Regions from separate parts of the Mus musculus genome. Here all the other regions are linked to region 1. The links are chromatin contacts, called in public HiChIP or PLAC-seq maps. All regions are on one chromosome and are shown on one strand. Each heading gives the region's core, a stretch centred on a gene start, on an enhancer-like site or on the middle of the called end of the contact. The rest is flanking DNA. Distances are from core to core; before and after follow the strand shown. Region 1 overlaps Tprg (transformation related protein 63 regulated). Region 2 has its middle 130 kb from the start of Trp63. Region 3 has its middle 64 kb from the start of Trp63.

Region 1 (4,859 bases), core at 325-2,824:
AGTTCTCTGAGTTGCATCAAAGGAGAGGCACAGCCTTAGGCTCTAGGGTACAGAGTTGAAATGGCCCTGTTATGTTGAGGCTGTGCATCTTTCAGAACTGCTGATTCCTGGCTCCATTTAGGGTGATGGCTGCTGCAGCCGCAGCTGTACCCATAATGGTATATAACTGAAGCTCGTCCACATGCACATAAAACATAGTGGCCATCTTGCTCCTTCACTGAGGTCCCTCAGTTGTTATAAGCTGTTACAGGAATCTAGCAGAAAGGAACTGACTCTCCTGGCCATTGTGCTTGCATTTAGTTTGTTTGTTTGTTTTTTGCCATTTTTATTAGATCTTTGAGAATTTCACAAAACATATTCATCTCCCTCCCCCGACTCCTCCCAGACCTTTCCCACTCACCTAACTTTGTTTCCTCTTCATTAATTTAAACCCATCAAGTCCAATTTGCATTGCCATGTAGTCCTGGAAATGTGACTTTCCAGGGGACTGTGGTTGACCCACCAGGGGTTACAGCCTCAAAGAAAACTGTTTCATTACTTCTCTACATTATTGACCTATAAATCCTTTTCTCCCAATCATAATATTTGTGTCAGAAAAATTCTGGAGATAGAGGGACCCATAGAGACTATATAAGACCCAGAAGGGCAAAGCAACTTAGGTAAAATTACAGTTACAGAGACATAAACAACTGTGGGGCCCTGACTACTCAGGAAAACTCAGGCTTGGATCACAAAGCAAAGTGGCTTCACATACTGACTCTTATTTCTTGTCAGCCAATTCTCATCAGTAAAGACGGAAATTAATAACAGCATTTCAGGGATGTTGGTCAGTGTAAGCAGGTACTCTATTGGAAAGCCTAGTGGTTTGCTCATATGCAGTCTCTTGAATTTGGTTTGGACTCTTGGTGAGATCATGTGTTTTACAGTTTACAGCACAGTTAACCCTCCCCACCTGGTACAAGAGTACAACTCAGCCCTTGGTGGGAAAACAGTGCAAACAGTCCCTTCAGAATGTCTTCACGTCATAGGCTAACCAAGTTATAGCATGCTTTTCCCATATGTAGTTTAAGCATCTATTATTATGTTTGGGATATGCTTTGGCTTGTATTGCCAAACCTGTATAATTAAGTGTTATATTATAGTGGGCTCCACAGCATTGGGCAACGAAATGAATTCTGGCCTTGTAATCAGCTGAATTTTGTGCCAACTCTACAAGGCACTAGCTCTGTGATTGTACACGAATTTCCTTTCGAATCCATAAAGTGACAGTTCAAAAAAAAGAAAAAGGGGATATGACCGATTTTCAGATCTCATTTGCGGGGATTTTCTTCTGGGAATGCATCGGAGACTCCTACTGTCTGTGTAAGGTTTCATGTTGACTGCTGAGATCACTCTTCTAATCAAATCCGCTCAATCGTGGATGATTAAGATGATTTCCCAACCGCAGACCTCTCCTGCTCAAAGTTCTCTCTTTAAATTTACTGCCAGAGCTCAGTGGAGTTCAGTAGCCAGCTCAGATGCTGACAGACCTGGGAGACAGTACCGCCTCCTACAGGAAGGTGGCGCGAGAGACTCTTCTCATAGATCAACCAGGAGGCTAATGGCCTGGAATGGAATACTCACAGAATCAGTAAACTGGTGACCATTCAAAGCAGACTTCCCTTTTCGGGCATCCGGACTGTTAGTTGTCCAGCCTCAGAGGACTTCTGGTAAAACAGAATTGACTTGGGGAAGACTTTGCTTGTCATGATTTTCCCTGAGTGAAGTGGAAGTCAGCTTCTCTAAGAGTCGCCCTCCTCCCCCTTCTCTTCCTTATCTCCATGGAGTTAGGAGTCAGCCCATTAATTCAGTATCTATTCAGTTCTTGCAGTGTGCCAAGCATGCCAGAGCTGAGCTCTGGGGAGCAATGTGTGAAGTATTCGTTTTTCCGGGGCAAACGGTGAGATTGGAGAAGTATTAAGTATACGGCGTGTGGCAAATGCTGATACTTGTGACCCAGGTGGCACAGAAGGAGTGAAGGGGGCTCACTCAGAGGAGGCTACAGGAAGGATTCTCCAAAGATCCAGAATTTGAAAAATGTTCACTCTCTCCTTCATTTCAGTCCTCCTTGAGCTGATTATCCTGGTAGACAGTGACAAAGAGCACATTCTGGGGGGGGGGGGGGGGGGTCACACGAAGACTGGGGACACGAGTTCTCAACCCAGGCTTATTACTATTGTCCCTGCACAAAGATGGATGGAGGAGACGATCGGAATAGGTTGTTCAGTCCTTGCTGTCTAATTGGTCTCCGTCTCTCTTTCTTTTCCCCACTGATTAGCCTAGAAAAAAAAATCGCTATCTTTCCTAAGTGTTGGCTTTCTTAAAGTTCAGTGTACCCCATCTTCCATGACATAGACCTTTATTGGGGGGCCCTTAGCTTGTGGTTGAAATGTTCACAGTTCTTAACTGGAAAACACTGTTGAGAAAAGCCACAAAAATTGTGAACGTGCCCAGGCATATTGGAAGCTGCCCCCAAGGTCTTTCCATTGACCAGCACAAAGACTATGACGAAGGTGCTGTCTGCCCACTCCTATGTGGAAATCGTGTTGTGTTTGTCTAGAAGCCAGAAGGAAAAAAAATATATGTTGAAAATGGCCTGATGACAGCCTATTTTGAGATACAGATGCCTTGCTACTTCAAATCCTTTCTTGCAAAAATTCTTATAGTTGAAAGGTTTTCATTGGTCTGAAGTCCAAGGAAATGAGCGTCCTTCCTTATCTAATTTAGCTAGACTGACAGTTTGCCTGTAGCTATTGGGAAACAGAGGGCTACTCACAGCCATTGGAGTGAAACCTCTGGGATATGGGATACAGTTCCTAAGTTTGGCCACAGAAATGATTTTTTTCTTTAAAAATGCCCCAGAATGTAATTATATGTCTTTAAACTGGATGCATTTCCAGATCAACATCACTGTGGACTTGGGGTGGGCAGTTCTATATTTATAGAAGTTAAGCTTTGTGAGACTGATCTTTTTTTATTTTTTAGAGGTTCTCATGTGTAAAATATAGAAGGTGTTCTTCATTGAGGCATGGAACCTGATAGTATCACGCAGACTTCACCAGGCCCAAGGTGTTGAGGGTGTCTCAACCGGCTGTCCACTCAGGAAAATACTTAAATGAACTTAAAATAAAAAAAGAAAAGATCTATTTTTAGCTCAGTTTTTATAGTTTATGTCATCTCTTGGTCATGTCTTGAGGCCTGAGATGAGGCAGCCATGGCTGAAGTGTTTGATGAAGAAGTCTGCTCAGGTCATGGTCACCAGAAAGCAAAAAGAGGAGAGGCAAAGTTCAAGGTGGTGTCCCTGTAATCTAACTCCACCTTATTGGGTCCATCTCCAGAAAGTTCTAGTATGTCCAAGAACTGCTATAGGCTGTGGCCAAGCTTTTACCACATGGCCCTCCTGAGAACACTTAGCATCCATACCATAAGACAGGGCACAGAGTTTCTAGAATATTTTTGCTTAGCTTTGATCACTATTTTAATTTCTTCTTTGAAGAAAGAATACTATATTTTCTCAAGAATATAACTGGAAAATTTAGTGAATAGTGTATGTTGGAAACTGAAGTCATAGTTGACTCTTACAGTCATAGCCCATAAGTAGGTAATTTATCAAATATGTGCTAGGATGAAGGTGTTGTATGTGTGTATGTATGTCTTTTTATTACCCCAAGAAGAAAAGAACAGAAGGCCTGTGGGGAGATTCTGGGCCTTTTCCTTATTGGCTGTACTCCTCCGAATCAGCCTTGTTCTTGACAGCTTGACTAAGACATGAGGCAGCATGCATAGAAATACTATGCGAAGCCAAGTTCAAACACGTTCTTAAAAAAAAAAAAAAAAAAAAAAAAAAAGCATGCACAGCACGTGAATACATCTAAGTCGCTACTTCAGCTATTGAAGTGCTGTGGACCTAAGTGATACAGCCTTTGCTACTAATGATGCCTGGGGTAATAGCAGAGATAACTCAGGGATGTGGAAAAGTATGCTGTGAGGTACAAAGTGATTGTGGCAGTTGAGCTGAGTCCATACGCTGGCAACAATTAGCTATGATATACCCAAGAAACAGGAAGGAAACAAACAGACTATGGCATGGCCTTGGAGACTGGGTACAAATAGGTGATTGGAATTTGATGAACTTGGTTAGTAGAACAGGCTTCATTACCTGAAACATGGGGTGAGACTAAATCCACGCGGTGAGAGAGGGTAGAGCATCTCGGGAAATGGTGAGCTGATGGTGTTTTTTATGATGGATGCTCACTGCCCTCCCTCCCTCCCTCCCTCCCTCCCTCCCTCCCTCCCTCCCTCCCTTCCTTCCTTCCTTCCTTCCTTCCTTCCTTCCCCCATCTCCCCTTTGTGAGAAACATAATTACGTTGGTAGTTATGAGAGTTGGAGTGCCTTTTATTTAGGTAATGGTAGATAGTCTTGGAAATCTTCCTAGAGGAAGTAAGTTTTAGATATTGGAGAAGGACTTTCAAGTGGAGGGAAAGATAAATGCTGTTCCAATAAAGACTGCTGAACTCATTTGTGGAACTGATAAGATATGAATACTAGGAGGAATATTTGTGTGGAAAATAGCATAGCGGAGAGTCAGGGAGAGTGGGAGAGTTGGGAAGCCACCACGTTAGAAAGGTACTCAGGACTGAGTGTCTGACATATTAATAGAAATAGCACAGTAGTAGACTGGTGGCCTTATGGGAGAGGCATACCCCAGATCTTGACTTCATGCTGGAAGTGGAAGTAAGAATGAGAATTTCAGAAGAGGAAAAGGCACAAAAAATGTTAAAATAAATTAGACTGAAATTCTGGGATGGAAGCAAAATGC
Region 2 (4,907 bases), core at 601-3,100, 170 kb after region 1:
CCCTTCTTGTAGCCCATTAAGGAAGGGCTGTGAGTGAAGGTGGGGAACTCTGGTCATGATTACTTTTCCTTTATTCACCAAAATGAGCTGCTTGAAGGTCAAAGAATCAACATTCAATGCGTGTAATTAGAACATTTCACAGAGTAAGTCTTCCCGGAGGAGATATCAGCATTCTTCCTTTATTTTTACTTCCTTACTGAACAACAGGAATATTTTTACTAAGCATGGAATCCTCAGTGTGTTTTATTATATTATATTTTATTATCTTATTAAGCAAACATTCAGATATTTAGCCATAAAACATTTTGCCTGAAACATGGGATCAAGCACAGAGAGTCAAAGTCATTTAATTTATGACCCTGTATATTACAAGTACCATGAGTTGAATGATATGACTGTTATAGGTATTGCCCCCAGATCCAGTGAGCTGGCAAGTGGTGCATTCTGGATATGGCTTAGGACATGTTAGATTTGGTGCCCAAATATGACTGCTATCATTCATTTCTTTTCCTTTTCAGAGATTTCAGCGAAAAGTATACTCACCAAAGATGCACCAGGCAGATGGAAAAGGAAGTGTTGATATTAACTCAACAGGAATCCAACAGCTTAGTCTGCTATGAAGTAGGTTTGGAGGTTACATTTTAGACCTGAGGCTTTAGGGAATGTAGGAGATGGAGGGTTTTTTCCCATAATAATTTTATCAACTGTTTGGGAATTTCACATTGTGATCTCTGAGCTCCCTCACATCCCTGTTCTGCTAGGTCTGCTTCCCAGTTCCAAATCCACCACCCACCACAAGAAGAAAAACAAAACAAAAAGAAGGAAGAGGAGGAGGAGGAGGAGGAGGAGGAGGAGGAGGAGGAGGAGGAGGAGGACAAGGAGGACAAGGAGGATGAGGAGGAGAAGGTCCCATTTGTGCTGCTCTGATTCACTGGAACAAGATCAAACTCCCAATGGCTTGCTGCTTAAGGAAAACTGAGTCCTTTCCCACCCACACCTCCATGAGAAGCCATCAATTCTTGAGAGCTCCACTTGAACATTGTTATCATAATTTTTAAGACTTCTCTTCAATGGCTTTATGTCTAGACTTTTATTTTGTGGGGTCAGGTCAGGGTAGGGGTTGTCACAGGACATTCTCTCTCTGTGTGTCTCTCTCTGTCTCTCTGTCTCTGTCTCTGTCGTGAGTCTGCAAGTTGTCATTACCATGGCAAGAGTACCTTCCTTTACAGTAAATGGGAGCATGGATCATGACCTTGTTTTTGGTGACAGTATGGAGTATGAACATGGCATTGACCTCAACATGGTCTTCTATGGCAGTACAGACCATGGACATCAACCAGATCTTCTGGTGCTGCACAAGCCGTGGATACCATCTCTGTCCTTGGAGCACAGGGCAAAGACATTCAGGTAGCCTTCAGGTATGGACGTCAACACAGACCCAAGGTGCTATAGGACCATGAACCCAGACATGGCTCTTGGTGACAGCATGGGCCTGGACATCACTATGGTCCCAGGTGGCAGTGAAGGTCAACCATATCAATATGACCCCCCAGAAGCAGCACAGCCCAGATACATCAACATAACTTGAGGCTGCAGCACAAACCGTGGACATCCAAATGATCTTCAGTGGTAACACAGGCCACAGACACCAACACAGGCCCCTATGACTCAAGGTTTTACATAGGGAGGACTCAACATTTACTCGGCTAGTGTTTAGCTTAACCAGAGCCCAAGGGTCAGCTTTTCAAGCAGAGACATTGCCACTGTGCCCAAAGAAGCCTATGTTTCAACCAAGGAGATTTATATTCTTGCTCCCTGGGAAGGATGTGGTCAGGCCAAATAGATGGAACAGTGTGATTAAAGGAAGGAAGTAGTGTGCCTTGCTACGGACCGAGGAACACAAGAATCCACAGACACGGGTATGGGGTGTGTTCGTTGGTTATTTATAGAGGAAGAAATTAGAGTTCTGGGAGGTCAAATACCTGATCACAATCACAGGCCTAGGAAATATGCTTCAGAGGCAAGAATGCTGACTTGGCAATCTTCATATTTAATCCAGACAAGTAAGAGGCTCTGTCTTAAAATCAAAAAAACAGTCAACAAAGAAAGAGACCAAACAAACAAAACCCAAATAGAAACAAAAGGCAAGATGGAGAGCTCGTGAAGTCCAGTGCCCAAGCTTTGGCCTCCACGTGTGCATGCATACACAAGCATGCATGCACGCACACACAAACACACACACACACACACACACACACACACACACATGCTCTCTCTATATAGTCTATCTATCAGGATATCAAAGCAACTAGACTTTAAAAACTAACGTCTTTGTGAATTATTTTGTCTACTGCTCCTGCTACACAGCTCCTCTGGGCAAGCTCTTCAGCAGTAAATGCAGTAGTGAGAAGACAAAGCTGGAAAGGACAGCATTTCACAAAGCGGTAGACGACACCTTTATTGAATTCTGTAAGAAAGTCATTTCAGTTTAGATTTACTAAAAACAACAGTAACTGGTTTGAAATCCCAGTGTGATATGAAGGTCATAAGAAGAAGCAAATAAACTACTCATCCTTAGCAAAGTCAAGAGATTGTCTGTTGGAAATCTGAGACATTTTGCCACTTGACAAGTAAAAATATATATATCATGCCAGGCCCATAGGGAGAAGATGCAGGAGTCAAGTCCTTGCGAGCAGCAAGTTGGATTTGACCTACATGTGAGACTTGCGTAGAGAAAAAGAGATGGTTGAACTCAGATGTCTCTCAGGGTCAGAAGTGGAGAACTGAGTGGCTCATGTCAAAGATGTCAAACTCCACTTCAGAAGCAGGGAAAGGGCTTTGAAGAAGGGCCATTGATCGGGTGGCCTCTATGACCACAAAGTGACTCTCAGAGATCCAGCCGCAGTGTGGAGAAAAAGAGTGGCAAAGGAGACTGGAAAGATCTTTGATGAGTCTGCAGTGTGGACATGAGTGACATTTGCTGTGGTCACCCTTCTGATGAATAATGTCTATAAATGCTTAATTCTTAGAAAAACCTCAATTTGCATTTCTAGAATTAGAATGCAGCCCTTATTTTTAAATCTATTTACCCCTGTCTTTTCTTAATCACAGGATGGATGGATGTATATGTAAAGCTATATTTTTGTGGAGTAAGATTATAGCTCATATTTAATAGTATTTTAGGTTGAATATCATATAATAAGCATTTCTATACACATAAATCAAATACAATTTTTTCCTAAGTGACTATAATAGTAAACCATATATTTTTTAATTTTGTAAAATCTATTTTCTATATGTGACTAAACTGTCACTCTCTTCAGACACAAGAGGAGAGAGCATCATGGAGTCCCATTACAGATGATTGCGAGCCATCATGTGGTTGTGGAAGAGTAGTCAGTGGTCTTAACCACTGAGCCATCTCTCCAGCCCCAGTAGACTATATTTTTAAAACTGGGAAATATAAAGGAATGAGGATCTGGGCAGTGGTGGCACACACCTTTAATCCCAGCACTTGGGAGGCAGAGGCAGGCAGATTTCTGAGTTCTAGGCCAGCCTGGTCTACAAAGTGAGTGCCAGGACAGCCAGGGCTATAGAGAGAAACCCTGTCTCGAAAAAAATAAATAAATAAACAAAACATCTTGAGAAGTTTGGTAGAATCCTGCTATGAACTGAACTGGACCTGGATATTTTTTGCAAAGAGAGGGAGGATTTTTTTTTTTTTTTTTTTTTTACCATTTCAATATTTCAAGATCTATTTAGGTTATTGCTTTCTTGGTTTAATCTTGGTGGTATGACTGAATCTACAAATTTGTCCATTTCTTTTAGGATTTCCAGCTTAATGGTGTATAGGTTTTTAAATATTCCCTTCGAATCTCCTGCATTTCTTTGGTTTCTACTGTAATGTTTTCCTATTTGTTTCTGCTTCTTTTGATTTGTGTCCTCTTTCTTTCTTTTGGTCATTTGTGCCCAGAGCCTGTGGAGCTTGGTATTTTTTCCCATCAAATAATAAGCTCTTAATATCATTGATTTTTCTATCACTTTCTTTGTCTTTATTCTATTAACTGGGGATTTGATTTTTATCTTTTCTTTCCATCTAATGGATTTGAGCTTGATTTGTTCTTGTTTTTCCAAATTTTTTGAGTCACAAGGTTGTCATTAATTTGTTTTCTTTCTAATGTTAACAATAGACACTTAGAACTCTAAATTTTCCTTTCAGGACTACTAACTTCAATGTGTCCCGAGGTTTTATTATATTGTGTTTTCATTTTAATTTAGTTCCAGGATTTTTAAAAAATTTATATCTTGATTTCTTCTTTGACCTGAGCTGTCATCTGGATAAGGATTTTGCCGTGACTATAAGATCAATCTTATTCTCTGGTTTCCTCTTTTATATCCAGGGTATCACATTGCCTGTTGCAGTCGTTCCTTCATGTAGTTGGAGTTGAGGATTGTGCAGTGGGAGAGGTTATGTTCTAGTTTCACTCCTTTATAGGGAGATATGCAGTTGGACAGGCGCTGTTTAAAAGAAGTGTGTTTTCTTTGAATCTTTTCCCCATTGTCAAGAAGAGGTGAACATGTGTGGATTTATATCCAGGCCTGTGGTTCTATTTGATTCACCAATGTGCCTGGTTTTTAGCCAGATTCCTTCTGTTTTTGTTGTAGTTCTGCACTATAACTTAAAATCATGAATAGTGATACCTCCAGCAGATCTTTCACAGTTCAGAATTGTTTTTAGCCACCTTGGGATTATGTGTGTGTTTGTATGTGTATCTGTGTGTATTTAAAAAAAAATAACAAACTGTTTCCTGGGGTCTTTGGAGTCTTTTTTAGCAAAAATAAAAATTAAGATTTTTTTTTATAGTTTCTGTAAAGAATTGCATTGGAATTTGAAAGAGATTAAATTA
Region 3 (4,750 bases), core at 344-2,843, 240 kb after region 1:
TCATACTATGATGCAATTATTACTTGAACAAGCAATCATCCAAGTTACTATGAATAGTATTGTTCTTGTTATCTTGGCCAATCTATAGAGCCCATCACTGTCTTGGAACTCATTATATAGACCAGGTAGGTCTCAAACTCATTGATATCCACCTGCCTTTGCCTCACAAGTGCTGGGATTAAAGGTATGTGACATCATGCCCAATCTAAGTTACTTTAATTTTTTTTTAGACTAACATAACATTTTATTTTTAAATGAAATTCAGTTAAAATATACCCTTATATTTTAACTTTATAATTAATTCTAGGGAACTTTTATTGTAATTACAAAAATGTATATATGTTAATTTTTTGTCTGTTTTTTTTTTTTTTTTGGAGACAGGGTTTCTCTGTCTAGCCCTGGCTCTCTTGTAATTCATTCTGTAAACCAGGATAGCCTCAAACTCAGAAATCTGCCTGCCTCTGCCTCCAAGTGCTGGGATTAAAGGAGTGGGCCACCACTGCCCTGCTATATCAATTTTATTTAATCTTTTTTTACAGTCCAGATTTTATCCCCCTCCCAGTTCTCTCTGACTGTTCCACATCCCAAACCTCCTCCCCATCCCTGTCTCTAAGAGAATATCCCCACCCCCATAGCCCACCCCACCAGAACTCCCCACTCCCTGGGCCTCCAGTGTCTTGAAGATTAGGTGGATCTTCTCTGACTAAGTCCAGACCTGGCTGTCCTCTGCTGTATATGTGTTGGTGGTCTTATATCAGCTAGTGTATGCTGCCTGGTTGGTAGCCCAGTGTCTGAGAGATCTCAGGGGTCCAGGTTAGTTGAGACTGCTGATTCTCCTACTGGGTCACCCTTCTCCTCAGCTTCTTCTAGCTTTTCCGTAATACAATCACAGAGGTCCCCAGCTTCTATCCATTGGTTGGGTGTAAATATTTGCTTCTGCTTGTTGGGTCTTTTAGGAGGACAATCATGAAAGACCCCTTTTTGTGAGCACATCATAGGCTCAGTAATAGTGTCAGGACTTGAGGTGTCTCCTTGAGCTGAATCCCAATTAAATACTAATTTAAAAATTATACTAAATTGCTGAACCCGGTGCTGCATGCTTTTAATTCCAGCACTTGGAAAGCAGAAGCAGGAGAGTTTGGAGCCAACTTGGTCTGCAGAATAAGATCCAGGACAGCTAGGGGTACATGGAGAAACCTAGTCTCAAAAACAAAAGACACAAACGAAACAAAAACAACCAAACACCCCAAACACACAAAAATAAAGCCCTAAAACAAACACCCAAATTAATTGATTAACTAATCAATCAATTAATTAATAAGCAAACAAACCTAAGATGTAAGATGTATGCTTATATATTGCCTGATGACCAGTGCTTTAGAACAGTGTCTTATAAACATGTGTTGCCTGGAGTAACACCAGCATTTTGCACAGTATCCACCCCAACCCAGACTTTCCAATTCAGAGTAACACGTACTAGATACAAGGCTCATGCCATGCAAGAGTCTCTACTTTAGTGTAAAGAGCAAGTGATTGCAGCAGTCCTTTGGTCTCTGTTGTGGGGCTGAAGTAGTTTGAAAGCACCAGATGCTTACCCACTTGGTTTCATGGTTGATTGCCTAAGTGTTTCCTCAATGCTCCATTTGAATCACACTATATACAGTCAGTGGGATGAGAGGTTCATCAGTTGAAATCTGACGTCTAGGTACATGCTAACGTGCAGTCAGCAGAGAGTACAAATGGTAAGCTGAGATAGCTCGTGGCTCATACAGTAGAAAGGATGCCTTTTAAGGGAGTAAATTGCATCCCATTCCCTTCATTTCTAGGCTCTTCTCTTGATATTTGTCCTCCATGATGACCTCTACTTACTCTCTTGATTTTCATTTATAACAAGTTCCAACTTCATCTCCCTGGTAAAATACCCAGTCCTTCCTCTAGAATCCTGTGATATCATGACACACTGTCAACTGTAGGAATTAATTAGGTAATTTTCTCTTGGTGTTATACCACTAATGAGTTTCTCAAGGAGAGAATGGATGATTCAGTTACATGTTGGGTGTTATGTGTCATAGGGCCTTTTGTACGAAGAAATGTAGAGGGATTCAGACATTGTTCAGTCTGCTGTTAGGAAGTCATTTGGGAACATTCTGAATACAATTAGTATTTCTTGATGATCAGCAGTGTCATGATGAGCGTACCTCTCAGACATACTATTTCTGTCAGATAGCCCAGCCTTAGTGGAAATTATTCCACGTTTAAGAGCAATGAAGGGTTGGTCAGCTTTTAAGTATTCTTTTAAACCATACTTTGGCAATCTGCCTCTTAAAATCTTTCTGCCTCCTATTCTACCATGGTCCCTGAGCCATAAATATAGGAGCTCTTCATTTGTGATTGGTTGAACTTATGATAATCTTTTCAAGGAAATGAACAAATTGCTTTATTTCTTGTACCCCCACATAAGAGAAAGTAAGTCACTTCGTGGAGTTTTTTAGGCACTAACAATACACTTAGTAATAATAAATAGTCTACATATTAAGTGACACAGAGCACTCTCAGTATTGAATTAGGCCTGGGACAGAAGAAAGTTTGACATCCAGTCTAGCCCTAATCTACTCTGCCCTGCCTTTTATGTCAAATGATACATAGACCCTATAATGTGGGAGATACACAGTATGAAACATATAGAAGGCTACAGGTACACAACTTGAGAAAGTTATACAACCTTAATAAAGTTATACAACCTTGACATTCTACGAGTCATTAGTAAAGAAAAGTGCTTCAACAAGCAACTCAAGCTGTGATTTTGGAACTACTTATAATTATAAGACTATTATTACCATTGTTGCTATTATTATTATTTATTACTATATTCTGAGATACTTGTGAAATAGTGTCAGAAGGACCCCATAGCCTTGCTAGTTGTTCATTATGAGATGCAAGAGATACTTGAGGCTGAGAACACAATGAGAACATGGTAGCCTTTGGAAGCCAGACTTGAGCATGGGCCAGGAATGGCATACTGTATGAATATGTAGCCCAAACTCTCACACCATCCATCGCACCTCTGGCTGCATCTATGACAATAGAAAGATCTGAAATATAATTAAACACTCAAGTGGATTATAAGTGGAGTGATTTGATTTTTTCCAATAATTTATTATTTATTCATGTTACATTCTCATACCCACCTTTCCTGTTAGTCTCCCCCACACATGGGCCCTCCCCAATCCTCTCCCTGCTTCTGCTCTGGTAAAAGGGAGACCCCCTTGGGTACTGTACCAACTCATCTTGGTGAATCACAGGAATGACTTGATTTTTAAGTACAAGCCCCAAATATATGATGTTTTAGTCAATGATAACCTAGAAGACATCAGAAGAGAAGGATTCTCAGTGTATGGACCTGACTAAAAACCATTATGACATCTTTCATGTGGAAGAAAATTTGAGGCAAGGAGCTGAAATGTGAGGCTAGATAGAGGCCTGGTTAACAGTTCTTGATGTCTGCTCAAGAAAGCCTGAGACAAACAATATGGAGATGAATATGAATATGAATATCTTTGTGTTGCACAGTGACCACCTCCATTAGAAATCACTTGCCACTAAACAAAGTGCTGACATCCTAGGCAGCTTCATGAAGCTTCACAGTTAGTTTTAGTTGGGGACAAAATGCGCATGACTCAAACGGACATTCTCACAGAGCTAAAAGCTATGCATTGGCTCAACAGCAGGCAAGTGCCCAGAGTTAAGCAAAGGAAAGATCATATCTGTGATGCTAACCAAAATTGGGCTCTTAACTCTCAAAAGGGATCAGTGATCTTGAGAAGCTTTTTGTTTCGAAATTAAATTTGTTTTATTCACTTATGCATAAAAACATATAATTTATATTTATTAATGGCATACCACATGGTGGTTCAATTCATATGTACATTATATAGTATTGAATTCAGGGTGAATAAATGTTTCTTCTCAAGCAATTGTCACTTTGTTTCAGTGAAAATTATCTTTTGTTTTTCAGACCATTATAACAAAATACTATGGACAGAATCGCTTATGCACAACAAGTTTATTTCTCACAAGTCTGGAAAAGAGGAAGACTATAGTGGGGTTACTGACAAGTTTGGTGTCAGCACATGGCTGCTGTCAGCACTAAACCAAGGGTAAGTCTAAGGAAGGAGATGAGTTTTGCTGTTGTTGGTTAGTTAGTTGGTTGGTAAAGTGCTTACTTCGCCAACATGAAGATTGTGTTCAATTCCCAGAATCCATACACAAATCGGAGTGGTCCTGTGCTTTTATAATCCCAGTGTAGAGACACATGAATCCAGAAATTTCTGACTAGACAGCCACACCTAATTGTCATGTGAGACCCTGTATCATAAACCCAAGTGAACTGCTCCTGAAGAGTGATACCTAAGATTATACTATGGCCTCCATATGCTTTTATTCTTTTGCAACCCCCTCCACATAAACACCAGACAGTGTTTTTTAAATGACTTATTAAAGTTGAGATTATAGGACATTACAGAATCAGATATAAAACAGTTATATATACAAGAAACTAAAGCTTGACATGACCATGATCACCGACTTGGAGTAATTGTAAACAAAAGTCAAGTCCAATCAAAGCAAAGACTTAATCTGGTGCAGCAGCAAGGACATTTTTATTTAACCTCTCAATGGCCTGTCTCAGGCAGTCAAGAATCCAATGGGTGGTATCACACTAAAGTTGAAAGGTCAAGAATTCTTTTCTGTT

Evidence for each region. HiChIP or PLAC-seq counts read pairs in DNA pulled down with a chosen protein or histone mark.
Region 2: a RAD21 HiChIP or PLAC-seq map of pro-B cells shows a contact between it and region 1, with 3 times the contacts expected there. The contact joins two enhancer-like sites. A contact is called at or near these places in 2 of 15 datasets of contacts at CTCF or cohesin (the NIH/3T3 cell line and pro-B cells), 9 of 484 Hi-C or Micro-C datasets (the AtT-20 cell line, ECoMG myeloid progenitors, the F1.1 cell line and 4 more) and 2 of 115 datasets of contacts at active chromatin or transcription factors (both in embryonic stem cells).
Region 3: a contact with region 1 is called in a RAD21 HiChIP or PLAC-seq map of pro-B cells, with 5 times the contacts expected there. The contact joins two enhancer-like sites. A contact is called at or near these places in 1 of 39 promoter capture datasets (the 3T3-L1 cell line), 2 of 15 datasets of contacts at CTCF or cohesin (large pre-B cells and pro-B cells), 6 of 484 Hi-C or Micro-C datasets (3T3-L1-derived adipocytes, the HL-1 cell line, embryonic fibroblasts and 2 more), 2 of 115 datasets of contacts at active chromatin or transcription factors (embryonic stem cells and kidney) and 1 of 9 other capture datasets (embryonic stem cells).

The regions. Positions count from the first base shown.
Region 1 is chr16:25,375,322-25,380,180 of GRCm38.p6, forward strand. All of the region lies in intron 4 of Tprg (transformation related protein 63 regulated), which reads left to right. Among named protein-coding and RNA genes, the nearest start is that of Tprg, 91 kb to the left of the region's middle. Within about 2 kb of position 1,575, at least 33 of the 459 cell types and tissues checked have an H3K27ac peak or open chromatin away from gene starts, as enhancers often do. A contact at or near this core is called in pro-B cells, where this site is marked.
Region 2 is chr16:25,547,876-25,552,782 of GRCm38.p6, forward strand. No RefSeq gene overlaps it. Among named protein-coding and RNA genes, the nearest start is that of Trp63, 130 kb to the right of the region's middle. Within about 2 kb of position 1,851, at least 4 of the 459 cell types and tissues checked have an H3K27ac peak or open chromatin away from gene starts, as enhancers often do. A contact at or near this core is called in pro-B cells, where this site is marked.
Region 3 is chr16:25,617,463-25,622,212 of GRCm38.p6, forward strand. No RefSeq gene overlaps it. Among named protein-coding and RNA genes, the nearest start is that of Trp63, 64 kb to the right of the region's middle. Within about 2 kb of position 1,594, at least 2 of the 459 cell types and tissues checked have an H3K27ac peak or open chromatin away from gene starts, as enhancers often do. A contact at or near this core is called in pro-B cells, where this site is marked.